Regions from separate parts of the Lactuca sativa genome. Here region 2 is linked to region 1. A link is a contact called in public Hi-C data. All regions are on one chromosome and are shown on one strand. Each heading gives the region's core, a stretch centred on a gene start, on an enhancer-like site or on the middle of the called end of the contact. The rest is flanking DNA. Distances are from core to core; before and after follow the strand shown.

What was found. Hi-C and Micro-C count contacts between places; a contact is called where the count stands out from the background.
Region 2: a contact with region 1 is called in a Hi-C map of seed, with 4 times the contacts expected there. The contact joins the promoter of LOC111896208 here to the promoter of LOC111896204 in region 1. A contact is called at or near these places in 2 of 4 Hi-C or Micro-C datasets (leaf and seed).

What each region holds. Positions count from the first base shown.
Region 1 is chr8:197,909,703-197,916,921 of Lsat_Salinas_v11, reverse strand. LOC111896204 (CMP-sialic acid transporter 2) reads left to right here and starts at 2,652. Exons shown (of 15, transcript XM_023892220.3): 1 at 2,652-2,886; 2 at 3,120-3,183; 3 at 3,291-3,327; 4 at 3,432-3,543; 5 at 3,668-3,747; 6 at 3,834-3,909; 7 at 4,012-4,112; 8 at 4,213-4,284; 9 at 4,448-4,496; 10 at 4,599-4,640; 11 at 4,743-4,864; 12 at 4,958-5,017; 13 at 5,120-5,168; 14 at 5,232-5,326; 1 more. The coding sequence starts at 2,860. The coding sequence ends at 5,464.
Region 2 is chr8:198,078,843-198,086,061 of Lsat_Salinas_v11, reverse strand. It overlaps LOC111896208 (calcium-dependent protein kinase 26), which reads left to right and starts at 2,885. Exons shown (of 8, transcript XM_023892223.3): 1 at 2,885-3,099; 2 at 3,587-4,379; 3 at 4,485-4,628; 4 at 4,712-4,864; 5 at 4,960-5,075; 6 at 5,272-5,439; 7 at 5,523-5,747; 8 at 5,998-6,431. The coding sequence starts at 3,617. The coding sequence ends at 6,120.

The DNA of each region.
Region 1 (7,219 bases), core at 1,403-3,902:
AGGAATATCGGGCTGCTTTGACGCCCCTGGGATCCCCTCGGACTGTTGAACGTCGTCATCGGGGATCACGAAAATCGCCGCCGGTGTTGAGGATATCAAATTCAGAAGGCGGGTGAAACTGCGCCTCGTATGAACTCGTTTAGCGACATTAGGTGCAGCGGGTAACCGTTTCGCCCATGGTTAAGACGGATTTCCTCTTGGCCTGCATGCGGCAGACATCAGAGATTATACCATCTTTGCTGTCCTCATCCACCTCAGCGGAACTGGAGCAAGCGCCAGTCGGGGGTATGACGGTTGAAACTGGACAAACGGCCAAAATGGTTCCCCCAACTGATGTCGATGCCCCCAACCACAGGAGAAACAGGAGCGGCAGTGGTCAGGGTAAGCTGGTCAAGGTGTTGTGGGGGAGGAAGATGATCGACCAAATCCGCCTCTCGGCACTCCAACTTCCCCCGGTAACGCTTCTGTAGCACCTCGTCCATGGACAGGGAAGACTCAACACCTGCAAAAGATGAGGTACAAGGAAAGCGCATAAACAAACGTAAGGATCAAGCAGACTAAAACCCTAACCCTAATGGAAGAAAGAAATAGCAGGAAGGGGGGGGGGGAGAGATGAAGAGCAAGGAGAGATAATACGAGCAGTTACCATTACCATCAGCAATGAAGGAAAAGACCGCCATTTTCCCCCGTCGCCTCCAGGAGGGGCTCATTCCCATGGCCAGTAGTGCCTCGGAGTAGTCCTCAGGGGTGACCTGGATGCTCTTTAGGAGGTCGGCGACACCCTGGTTGCACGGAAACAGTTTGGGAGTAATGTCGACAAAGGAGTTAGCACGATACCGTCCATTACCTGCCAAGCTGTGATTCACCTACAACCACTTATCTTGCCAGTTCTTAGGGTCCGTCCATTAGGAACCAGGGTGTGTCCCCCTTGCCGGACGGAAAAAGTACACTTGTCACCAGTACAGCAGAACCTAAAAAAGTACTTGAAGACGAAGTAGTCGGGGAGAACGCCATTGGCACAACAGATCATCTCGAACGCCACTACCTTGTTTACGACGTTGGGAGTCAACATCTGGATGCTACAACCGTCCTTCTGCAAGACCTCCTCCTGGAAATCGGTAAGGGGGAGGCATAGTCCAGCTTCAAGGTTCTTCAGATAAACCCCCACTTTTCTAGGAGGAAGAGACATAATGGACGAACCAGGTCATGGGAACTCGACCTCATCCGCTGAAGAAAGGTCGTACGTCTTCTCAAGAAACCTGTACTCAACTTTAGTAGAAAGGATTCCGGATGGACCAGCCATGGAAGAGAAGAGGAAAAGGAACCCTAGAAGAAAGAAAAACATAGGAGAGGAAGCGTGAAGAAAAATGAAAGAACGACGATAAGCGTTCTTATAGTATGGTTTTCCCGCACCCATTATGTTGGGAAAGAGGTTAGAGATGTTGTAGATTTCTCCAGTTCTCACCCTCACCACACACTGGCTTTTGAGGTCGTATATCATTACAGCACCCCCATTATGGTGTCAGATCACACTTATCACACTCCACTATAGGTGTATACCCCTTTAGTCTAACAATGTCTTACAATGACATCATAAATAATTACATCTACCATAAATTTTTTTAAACTTATAATTTTGTTGGCTAAAAACGAGAATACCTAAATAGTATGAAGTGTCTAAAAATTTAAGTAGTCATTTTTTTGAAACATCTTTAGAGTGGATGGTGTCGAACTAGGCCTGTTGAAAATAATCGATACCTGTTTACCTGACCTGACCCGTTCTGAATTCGGGTAGATCGGTCTGGGTATCAGATTCGAAAATTCGGGTAATCGGGTAACCCAATACTTAAATAGGTTGGATATTGGGTAGCTTTAAAAAAATTCGGGTATACCCGATCTTTTAAAAAAAACTGATACATTAGCTATAATAACTATTAAACTTATATTGATCCATTAACTTACATAGTTAATATTTGAGTATCGATAAATTATCAATAGTCAATTTCAAAAGAAAAAAAATTTGTAAAACAAAAATATCATAAAGAAAACGTAGTGCACATGTATAAGGGTATATGTAAAACTTGATCTACCCGAACCCGAGTACCCGAAGTGTAATATAGGTCGGATATCGAGTAGTATTTTAAAAAAAAACCCGAATTATCCGAAATCCGAAAATTATACCCGATCAACACCCTTATCTTGAAGCACAATGGCGGAAAAAAGACATCGTCTTCATTCTCGTTGGAAACACATATCCGAATAGCTAGGGAAAGAGGTTCCTTCGGGTTGTGCTCTCCAAGCTTGCTTGTTTCTTTCGTTCTCCTTTCATCATTGTCATGGGCATCATGAGTTGTATTAAAATGTTATGGAAAGGAGATGTTAGAAAGAACCATTCCCATATGTTAGAGAAGAAAAAAAAGAAAAAAAAAACTGATATGGTTTTATGGATGAATTACTCTCGGCCATTACACATTTCATACAAAAATAAACATGATTATACAAATTAAAAACAAATAAAAAAAAAGATTGTTACATAAGTAAATAATGAAACCTTATTTTATATTAAATCCTTTAGATCGTATAAACCAATTCAATTAATCAAATTACGACAATTACACTTTAAATCAAAAAATCATATCTAAACAATAAAATACACCTTGATTCAAGCATCAAATTACATCCATTTACAAGTTACTCTTTTTAGTCTCTGAGATACTACCAGTAGAGAATAGAGATCACTCCGTCCACCGTTGATGCTTGTTTCGGCCATCGAGTTCATCAGCTGCTCATACACTCTCCTCCAACCGACATCGGTCTGGATCCAGTTTTGTACTGCGAAATTCAAATTGAAACGTTGTAATGGAGTACAGAAGGATCAAAGATCAGGTTCGAACACTGTTCTCTTCTTCTCCATGTTCTACGCCCTAGATTTCTTTCTCTTATTTTATCATACTCTTTATATAATTTGGGGCTCTCTGCATTCTCATCGATTTTGTCGGTTAAGTCGAATTAAACAACACATATCTCATCCTCATGGTTAGATTCGACCTCGATCTGCTTCTTTGCAGTATTGTTGAGTCCACATATTCAGTGTAATGTAATGTAATGTTACCTTGTAGGATAAGGATGTGAATCCTGCTACCGAAGACCTCGAGAGCTTACGCGGAAAAGCTATTTTAGATGGTATCATACAGTTTTTCAGATTATACATGTGTTGTAAAATACTAAAATGTCATCTTGTAGGAGTTTTGTCTTCCTTTTGTCCTGAAGGTTTGTGCTGACATTTTCAGGTCCTGCACCTTATGACAAAACAAAGTGGAAGATGAAGTAAGTAGTAGTCTCTAACTCTCTACCATATCATTGCCAATTTCATTATATGCTATAAGATTTCGTATGTCATGATCTGTATTTCCTTCTCTTGATTGCAATAGGTCTATGGTGACACTAGCATTAACTTTTCTAACAAGCTCCCAAGCTATACTTATTGTCTGGTCCAAAAGAGCTGGAAGATACGAGTACAGTGTCACAACAGCAAACTTTTTGGTGAGGAACTTTTTTTTCCAGGATTTCAAGTGAAAAACCTCTACTTTTTGCTCCATACTCTGATTGAGAATTCTTTCTTATATTGTCTTATGCTAGACCTCCATTTTCCTTGCTTTGGAATCAGGTTGAGGCTTTGAAATGTGCACTATCGCTTTTGGCCTTGGGTAGAATATGGAGAACTGAAGGTGTGACTGAAGATAACAGGTTTCTTCAATAATCTTTCTTCAAAATTAAATCTGTCCCATTGTTTCATTGCATTATGAAAGTATGAAACTCACTCTTTTCATCAGGTTGAGTACAACAGTAGATGAAGTTAGTGTTTACCCCATTCCTGCAGCACTTTACCTTGTAAAAAACTTGCTCCAGGTTGGTTTTTATCTTTTTATCTTTTTATCATTTTTCAATCTGACATTATTAATTGTATTGAATTGAATTGAATTCTTTCTGATGCATGTCTGTATTTTGTAGTACTATATCTTTGCATATGTGGATGCTCCAGGGTATCAAATCTTGAAAAACCTGAATATCATCAGCACTGGTGTGTTGTATCGTATAATTCTCAAGAAGAAGTATGTGTTCCTCTATCCTTTATGTAAATCCTCATGATGAGTGATGATTACTTCACATATTGACTTTTGTTTGAATTCAATTGACTTTAACTTTTCATAGGTTAAGTGAGATCCAATGGGCTGCTTTCATTTTACTTTGTGCAGGGTGCACAACAGCACAACTTAACCCTTCGTAAGTTTGATTATCTTCAGTATACAATTTTTTTTTCTTATATTGTTTCTGAATTGGATGTGAATTTCCATAAACAAACAGTTCATCTTTATTCAATTCTTTTTATAATAGTATCGTTGATTTCTTTAATTCTTTATGATTATGTTTCACTTTTCATTAACAGTTCTGATCATGTGCTTCAGACTCCTTTCGTAGGTTGGATAATGGCCATTGTGAGTCCTTGTATTTTTCAACTTATTAATGTCATATTACAAATATTTTTTTTTATTAAAATAATTAGTATTCTGATATGTACTCAATTATTTCTTTTCCAGATCATGGCACTTTTAAGTGGTTTTGCTGGAGTCTACACAGAGGTAAACAGTGTAGTTTGTTGATTTTTAGGATAAGGTCCAGTAGTTACTTAATGGGGGGCAAAATGGTCATTTCACATGCGTTTAACTCATATCTATTTTCAGGCTATAATAAAGAAACGTCCTTCGAGGAACATAAATGTGCAGAATTTCTGGTTATATGTTTTTGGGATGGCTTTCAATGTTGTTGCAATCATTATCCAAGATTTTGATGCTGTTGTCAACAAGTATGTTTCTTATACTCTGTGTAAAAAGACGTAAATGCCCTTCTCATCTTTTTATCAATACATCATTAACTACAATTTTTGTCTTTTGTGCAGGGGATTTTTCCATGGATATTCACTGATTACAGTTCTCATGATTATCAACCATGCCCTAAGGTATTTTATTTATACCAAGATCTGAAAGATATGCTTTTTTTTTTTTTTTTTTAAAATAAGATTTAATTGAAATAAAAATAAAAATGTTTAATTTATTTGCAGTGGGATTGCTGTGTCCATGGTGATGAAGTATGCTGACAATATTGTGAAGGTAAGTTGATTGGTATTTACAGTATTGCCATTATTGGTATTTACAGTTTTGCCATTATTGCAGGTTTATTCAACTTCTGTAGCAATGCTAGTGACAGCGGTTGTTTCTGTGTTTTTGTTCAATTTTCATCTATCTCTGGCTTTCTTCCTTGGATCCACGTAAGCAAATCATTTTTATTATTTATCTAAATTAATTAATGATTCTTTATTTAATTAATGAATTAATAATAAGTGTTTGTTGACAGTGTTGTTTCAGTTTCCATCTATTTGCATTCGATTGGAAAGCTGCAAAGATGATCAAAAAAGCCTTTTTTATAAAACAGAAACTTATTGGATTTATCTGTTATACAAAATTTTTACTGTTGTAATTTTAGATGGTTGGTTGGAGATAGTGTAAAAAAGCATCTTTATTTTACTTCAAAAAGATTGGTTTTTTATTTTTTATTTTATTTTATGTTGGGTTGGTTATGTGCAAGAACTAGTAAAGCACTTTTGTAATATTCTATTTTGTACTTAGACAAATCTATATAACTACTAATTTCACCTGTTAATTTTGCATATGTGGGCCTCTTGTATCTCTATCTTTGACTTGATCTTTTCTTCCTATATATATATATATATATATATATATATATATATATATATATATATATATATATATATATATATATATATATATATATATATATATATATATATATATATATATATATATATATATATATATATATATATATATATATATATATATATATATATATATATATATATGGGAGATGATATTTGTATGTAGGTTTTTTATTTATTCATTTAAAAATAAAGTGATTTGATTTTTATCCTTCATGACGATTCATTTTTTTTTTCAATTAAAATAAAGATATAAAAGTCAAATCATCTAACAAAAAACATAAGTGGAAAATTTACCTTGATTTTTTTTATGGTTTAACACTGTCTATTTAAGGGGTGTTTGGGATTGCATATTTAGAACAACTTATGTTTATTTGTAAAAATGTTTATTAATTTTTCCGATGGCAAAATGAAGTTTTATAAAGTCTTTGGATTAGCATATTAGCTATCGTAATAAGTTAATAAGTTGTTTTTTTTAGTGTTTGATAATTTCTATTTTAATATATATATATATATATATATATATATATATATATATATATATATATATATATATATATATATAAGACCAATAAAGATAGAATTTATTATAATAAATGAAGATAATTTTGTCATATCAATTTCTAATTAGTTTTGACACATGTTATTTTGTTATATTTTTTTTAATAAATAATATCTACATGTCATAAAATAGGGTTATTTTTTTTTCAATTTTTAAAATTAAAAAACCACATAATACTTATACTTATATGTAAAGTATCAAATGTAATAAATATTATACTAAATTACAATTAATATGTTTTTCATTCCTTATTTCAAAATTTTATTTTAAAAAATATTTATTATTTACATTTTAATATTTTAGTTTTTTAATAAACTTATGTAACACACGAGTTTTACACCTACTATATCTCCCTATTCTAATATTCTAATAAAAGAATAGTTTTATTCTCCTTTTGACATTTGTCATTATATTAAGCCTCATAATTAATGTATATTTTATTTTTCTTTTGTCATGTGTCACTCCATTATGTCTTCTAATTAATGCATGCCATTTGTCAACCTATTTATTCTTCATTTTAAATTTTAAATTTTAAATTTTCCCATTCTAATTACATTAAATTAATAATAACATTAAAATAAAAATTAAAATAAAATTAACACAAATTATAATTTATAAAGTGATATAATTTTATATATTTATTTAAATCAATGATTATAATTTTATATAACTAAAAAAAACTCTCTTAATTAATAATTTATTTAAAATAAGTGATTAATAATTTTGAGTTTTTACTATTAAAATTTAATTAATTTTGTAACCGTAATTTCGACGGGTTATAAACTAGTATAAATATATAGTTACAAATATGGTTAATATGGTAAATTGGTTTAAATAAGTTTTTTCGGGAACCGGCAAATAAG
Region 2 (7,219 bases), core at 1,636-4,135, 170 kb before region 1:
CGCCGAGTTGCTCAATCAACTCACAGAGTTCCAGTAATCAGAATCCTGAAATCGCGATCCAACTCGTCGAGTCACCACCTGACTCGCTGAGTTCCCTGGCTACTCATGGTTGCGATTTATCGAATCAACTCGTCGAGTCAGCCCTCAGACTCACTGAGTTCTAGCATGAACAGAAACTGGACAACTCGCTTCGACTCGTCGAGTCCCTTCCTAGACTCGCCGAGTCTCTCATTCTGTTTGGTTCATCTTAATAGATTAAGCCCCTACAGTTCAAATCTAGACCCCAAACTTCGTCTTCATGCTAGAAATGACCCCTTAAGGGTAAAGTTTCCAACTTTACCCACTCCAAATCCTTCTTAATGGGTTTAGCCAAAACCCTAGTCCCCTCAAGACATAAATCTATGACCAAAACCCATATTACTCCAATCCATAGCAGGGGAACCAAGATCTAGACCCTAGTCACCCAATAAACACGTAAAGTCCTGAACTTTACATAAATCTATGACCAAAAGGCCATACTAGCATCCTTAGGGTTTGCATGAGACTCTAATGGCATAAAGTTTGCACCTTTATGCCTTCACAACCCTCAATGACTTCAGATCCGAAAGTATCATCAACTTGGGACATCCTTAACCTATGAATCCTACTTCTTGGAAAAAAAAACCCCATAAAGGGATCATAAAGAGATCTAAGAAACTACAAGGCAATTAGGAGCTTGATTACTAGAAAGTGATGAGATTAGAACGAAATCCATGGATCCACAACCTTCTCCTTGAACCTTCAATCTTCCTTTTCTTCTTCTAGCCTTCAAGAACACACGAAACACTCAAGGATGGCTCACACACTCTCAAAAGGCTCTAAGGTTTCGTGGTTTAAGTTCTAGACAATGAAGGCTGGGAATGGAACCAAGAGGAGGAGAATAAGATGTTTAAATAGGGCACCAAGTCCCAGATTTAGGGTTTCCCAAACCCTGACCAACTCGCTGAGTTGGTCCTCCAACTCGCCGAGTGGCTCACTTAACCCGCGACCCAAAATATGCTCCTACTCGTCGAGTCATCCCACCTACTCGACGAGTTGCCTTCTGATCTTGAGGTTTTCCTTTCCTTTCTAGGTCTTTTAAATTCGGGGTGTTACACAAAGATGACATGATATTTACTTACTTCTACCTAGGTTGGTACATATAAGTGCTAACAGGCTCTAACACTTCACATTCACCACATTAATTAACCCAAATAAGCTCTTTAATTAACCCTAACCTTACTAACCTAACCTAAAGAAGCTTTTAGTATTAAATTGAAAGATTACATTAAGTGTGATGTGAATGTTTCCAACAACACCCTACCCCTCACAAGTTTGGAAGCGTAAGAGTGTGTGGATAAGATTTACACTAAATTCATTCAATGGAAATCAGTTTAGTGCTTGTTACTTAGTCCAATCCGCAATTATAGATTTTGCAATTAGATAACTTGAATGACCTAACCCTGATTCAAATTATCAATAAGAATTACAATTATAATAAAGCATTCGATTAAAACAAAATCAAATTCAATAGATAGAAATTGAAAACAAACATCAAATCATATGATTGAAATCACAACTAAGAAGTCAAGACATAAAGTTGGAGAAACTAGGGTTCTAGACACACATGGCTAGAACAATCAACAAGTTAAAAAAAAGATGAAATAATCCGCAATGAAACTTACAAATCTAATGACAAAATGTTTCCAAATGATTACAATCGAAAACTTGTATTAGTACTAGAAATCACCATTCTCTAAGGGCTCTGAAATGAAGTGTAAGTCTAAAATGTACCAAAATCCTAAGATAGAGTAAAAAGGAAAAACCGCCAAAAGGCAGTTATAGGACCGAACAGGGCTTGTGTTGAAATAGGGTAAATCAATTCGACCAGTGTCGTGTAGAAAATGACTTGCCGTCTTCGGGACTTCTTCCAAAGTACATTGCTCAAAATTGCATAAATGGATCAACACAACCCGTGTCAATATAAGCTAAAATGACACGGTCCGTGTTCTGCAAGGTCCGTCTTTGCTTCTAGGCGAAAACTTGATTTTCCAACCTTTTTTGTTCCACGTTTGATCGTCCCGATACCTTCACCTGTGCTTCCCGCCACCTCCCAAAGCGCGTTTCCACCTCCGGATCACCTGAAATGAAGTGTAAGTTTAAAATGCACCAAAATCCCGAGATAGAATAAAAAGGAAAATTGCCAAAAGGCAGTTGTTGGACCGAACACGACCCTTGTTGAAATAGGGAAAATCAACACTGCCCATGTCATGTATAAAATGACTTGCCATCCTCAGGACTTCTCCCATAGTACATTGCTTAAAACTACATAAATATGCAAGTAAGATTGTTCCAATAAATAACAATACTTTTAATGAAATGAATATAAAATGAAGTAAACTACACTAAATCGATGCATAAAATGGACAAAAATATGTGCAAAAAGCACCTAATACTACGCTAGCTTCTAGCATGTACATTGGTTAACATGTCGCTCATATCCTTATCTTTCGGTAATAATATGTTACTTTAATGACTAATTGTGGAAAAAAAAACATTAGTGACCGATCTGAGATAAACACCAATCTTGGCTATTGTACAATATCAACTTTCCATCTTAATATAACATGTCAAATGTTTAGCCTATTTTATATATATATATATATATATATATATATATATATATATATATATATATATATATATATATATATATATATATATATATATATATATATATATATATATATATATATATATATATATATATATATATATATATATATATATATATTTTGGTGTTTCTGCAGGGCTTATGGGGATTTGATGGATAGTTTGAGGTAGTCATGTGTAATATTGTTGTGGATAGAGGAAGTTTAGAGGGAGATTGGTGAGCAGTAAGCTGGTCAGCACCCATCTTCCACCACCTCCTCCGTTCCTTCTTGGCAACAACACTGGAGTTTCCTACTTTTCATAAATTTAAACTTGTCAACACCCATGCTAGCTGTTCATCCGCTAATCATCATCCTTAGTCTTCTTCCTCAACCTGATCGCCGTTTAACTTTTACATTCGTCCTTCAGGTACTTTACTAGATCTATACCTCTTCTAATCTTATTACTTGCAACTACGTACTTGATTTCATCGATTTCTTCTGGTTGCTCTCATCTATTTTTAAGTCTTTCTCGTCATTTAATTTCATTTTCTCGTATGGGTTTTGCCTAAAATCAACAAATTTGAAGTCTTTCTGTCCATTTTAATAGTTTCTCATCTGTTTTTTTTTTTTTTTTTTTTTTTTTTTCCTGAAATCAACAAATTGAAATCTTTCTGTCCATTTTTATAGTTTCTCATCTGGGTTTTGCCAGAAAATCAACAAATTTGAAGTCTTTCTGTTGATTTTCAGCAAGTTCGCTCAGATTGGTTTTTTCTTGTTTAATCAACAATCTATTTACGATGAACTCAAGATTACTTCTCCGATCTGTTGGCAGATCTTTTTATTAAGAAAAAAGACGAAACTTTTCTTGAGGTGTTACATGTCTAATTTGTACGACTTGATACCTCTTTATGCAGCAAATTTGATGAGCAGAAGTTGATCGCTTTATGGGCAATACATGCCGTGGATCTTTAGGAACAAAACACACAGAAGGCTTTAATAAGCCCGAAGACCATTCAATCGCTACTCAAAACCCTTCTTCTGCTTTATCTAACAACTCTTTAGATTACTCACCCACCACCTTGATCAATCAAAACCTCATATCTCAAGAATTTTCAAAAGAACCCACTCCGAAACCCCTCCCTCTTCCCAAAAAAGACACCACCATAACCATGAGTCGCCATGGAACCTCCAACCAAGCTTACTACGTTCTTGGCCATAAAACCGATAACATTCGCGATGTCTACACATTGGGTCAAAAGCTAGGTCAAGGTCAATTCGGTACTACCTATTTATGCACTGAAATCGCAACAGGGATAGATTACGCTTGTAAATCGATTTCCAAAAGGAAGCTGATTTCAAAAGAGGATTTGGAAGATGTTAGGAGAGAGATTCAGATAATGCACCATTTAGCAGGACACAAGAATATTGTCACGATTAAGGGTGCATATGAAGATCCTTTGTATGTTCATATTGTCATGGAGCTTTGTAATGGTGGAGAATTGTTTGATCGGATCATTCAAAGGGGACATTATAGTGAGAGAAAAGCTGCTGAATTGACAAAGATTATCGTTGGTGTTGTTGAAGCTTGTCACTCACTTGGTGTTATGCATAGAGACTTGAAGCCTGAAAATTTCTTATTGGTTAACAGAGATGATGATTTTTCACTCAAAGCAATCGATTTCGGTCTCTCAGTTTTCTTCAAACCAGGTATATTATAATATTATATAGCAATACATAACCTGAAACTTGTAAAATGCCTAAATCTTTATATCTTATTATGAATTTGGTTTTCTTTCTTTCTTTTTTTTTTAGGTCAAATCTTTACAGATGTAGTAGGAAGTCCATACTATGTTGCTCCTGAGGTGCTTTTGAAGCATTATGGTCCAGAAGCAGATGTATGGACAGCTGGAGTGATACTTTACATACTGCTAAGTGGAGTGCCTCCATTTTGGGCTGGTATTTGTTATAAGCAATAAGCACTAGTTATGGATTTTCTTATCAGGAATGTTGACTTTGACTTTGACTTTGACTTTTTGTAGAAACACAACAAGGGATATTTGATGCTGTTTTGAAGGGAGATATAGACTTTGATTCAGACCCATGGCCTGTTATATCTGATAGTGCAAAAGATCTTATTAGGAAGATGTTATGTTCTAGGCCTTCAAATCGCCTAACTGCTCATGAAGTTCTTTGTATGTTGACTTTTTACTCAAAATAGTGTAAAACTAATTTTGATATCTTAAAGATTATGTTATTGAAAAGTGTAATATGAATTATTTGCATATAGGTCATCCTTGGATTTGTGAAAATGGTGTTGCTCCTGATAGAGCATTGGATCCAGCTGTTCTTTCTCGTTTGAAGCAATTCTCTGCAATGAATAAGTTGAAGAAGATGGCTTTACGTGTAAGAACATGTTTGACTTTGCTATTTCTTGCATTTACTACTTTCTTATATGATTTAAACATGACTGATGATATTATTGGATTAATAAAAAAGTAATCTTGATTCTTGAATCTTGAATCTTGAATCTTGAATCTTGAATCTTGAATCTTGAATCTTGAATCTTGAATCTTAAATCTTGAATCTTGAATGTGTTTAGGTTATAGCTGAAAGCCTATCAGAAGAGGAGATTGCAGGATTGAGAGAAATGTTCAAGGCAATGGACACTGATAACAGTGGTGCAATTACATTTGATGAACTTAAAGCTGGATTAAGGAAATTCGGTTCTACTTTAAAGGATACAGAGATTCGTGACCTTATGGATGCGGTAAATCTTGAGTTAAAAGTTCAAAAGTTGTACACGTGTCAAGTTGTGTGGTGTTTGTGCTGACATGTCATGTGGTTTTCCAGGCTGACGTGGACAACAGTGGGACAATAGATTATGGTGAATTTGTAGCTGCTACAATTCATTTAAACAAACTTGAAAGAGAGGAGCATCTTGTTGCAGCTTTTCAGTATTTTGACAAAGATGGAAGTGGTTATATAACGGTTGATGAGCTTCAACAAGCTTGTGCAGATCATAACATGACTGATTTTCTTGTAGAAGATATTATCAGAGAAGTTGACCAAGATAACGTAAAGTCAACATTTTAATATACAATCCTATACTATTTTTATGAGCTTATTCAAACCAAAAAGCTCTTGACTTTTTGCAAAAAGCTTTTTCAAATCAAACCTTTTCAAGTTGCTTGTTAATTGACAAGCTCTTCCCATGAGCTTTTTCAAATCAATCCATAAAAAGCTAATTGAAAAAGCTCCGAGTTTTATTGGTTTTTGGGGAATTTGAAAGAAAGAATGATGAGATTATGTTGTGATTATTATACAGGATGGAAGGATTGATTATGGGGAATTTGTGGCAATGATGACAAAAGGAAATGCAGGAGTCGGAAGAAGAACAATGCGCAACAGTTTGAATATGAGCATGAGAGATGCACCAGGGGCTCTTTAATTTAAGTATGTCTGCAAAGGTGGTGATATTGTAGATTGTACAGCTGGCAATGGAGGCTTCAAGGCTATGACTTAAGTGGTTGTGCCGCCGCCACCCACCACCATGAGGGAGGAGGAGTTGGGTGGCAGTGGATGTTTAATGTTTGAGCATTATTATTTGTTTTATGTTTGTTGTATTACTTGAAAGGATATGTAAGAACTTAATGAGTGCACAGTTTCTTGTTTGTTGTTATTATTGTTCAAATTCTTGTGCGATGACACTTCTATTGTTTTTAATTTTGATAGGAAACAAAATCTACTAAACTTTGTGCCTATGCTTCTTCATGTGTTTTACACTTGATGATAACTTGTGACTTGTGAGTTATTACACAAGAAACCAAAATCAAAATGCTCATCAAGATCTGTTCATAAGCCTGCTACTAAGACTAAGTTTGATTCGATCAGATTCAAATTGTTTGATACCATATTTAGAAGTCTTTGATCTCGTGTTGACTCAATCAAACTTCGACTTTGGGGTTGGTTTTTTCGTTTTTTTTTTTTTTTAATAAATCACTTTTGACCACTTCTGGTTGCGTCACATATAACACGCGTAACACTTGGTCTTTCATAGTTGTTTGTTTTTGGTTTTGACAAGACAGAACACTTGACCTTTTACAATTGTTTGTTTTTTATAAGATTTATGATTTAAAACTGTTGCGTGCGTGCTGCACGGCGATGAGCCCTCATCTTCATACCACTTCTCATGTTATTATTGAAAGTAGTTTTGTTTTAATTTTTTCACATGTTTATTATTTTAATAATATTATAAAGGATATTATAAACAATTCAAGTGTACTTTACATAATTTCAAAAGTGTTTGATAACCAAATAATAATAAATTATGAAGGTGATCACAAAAATTACCAAATCTATTGAAGCTAACCGAAAAAATAACCTTCATATTGGAAAAATTAACAAAATGAATATGTTGTTCGATAAATTAACAATTTTATTTATTGTTATTTAGTAATTATTATGTTCGTCTTTAAAAATCATATCATCATGATGATTCGTATATTCAATTTGCATATGATTAAAATTAAATAAAGTTTTGATTTAAA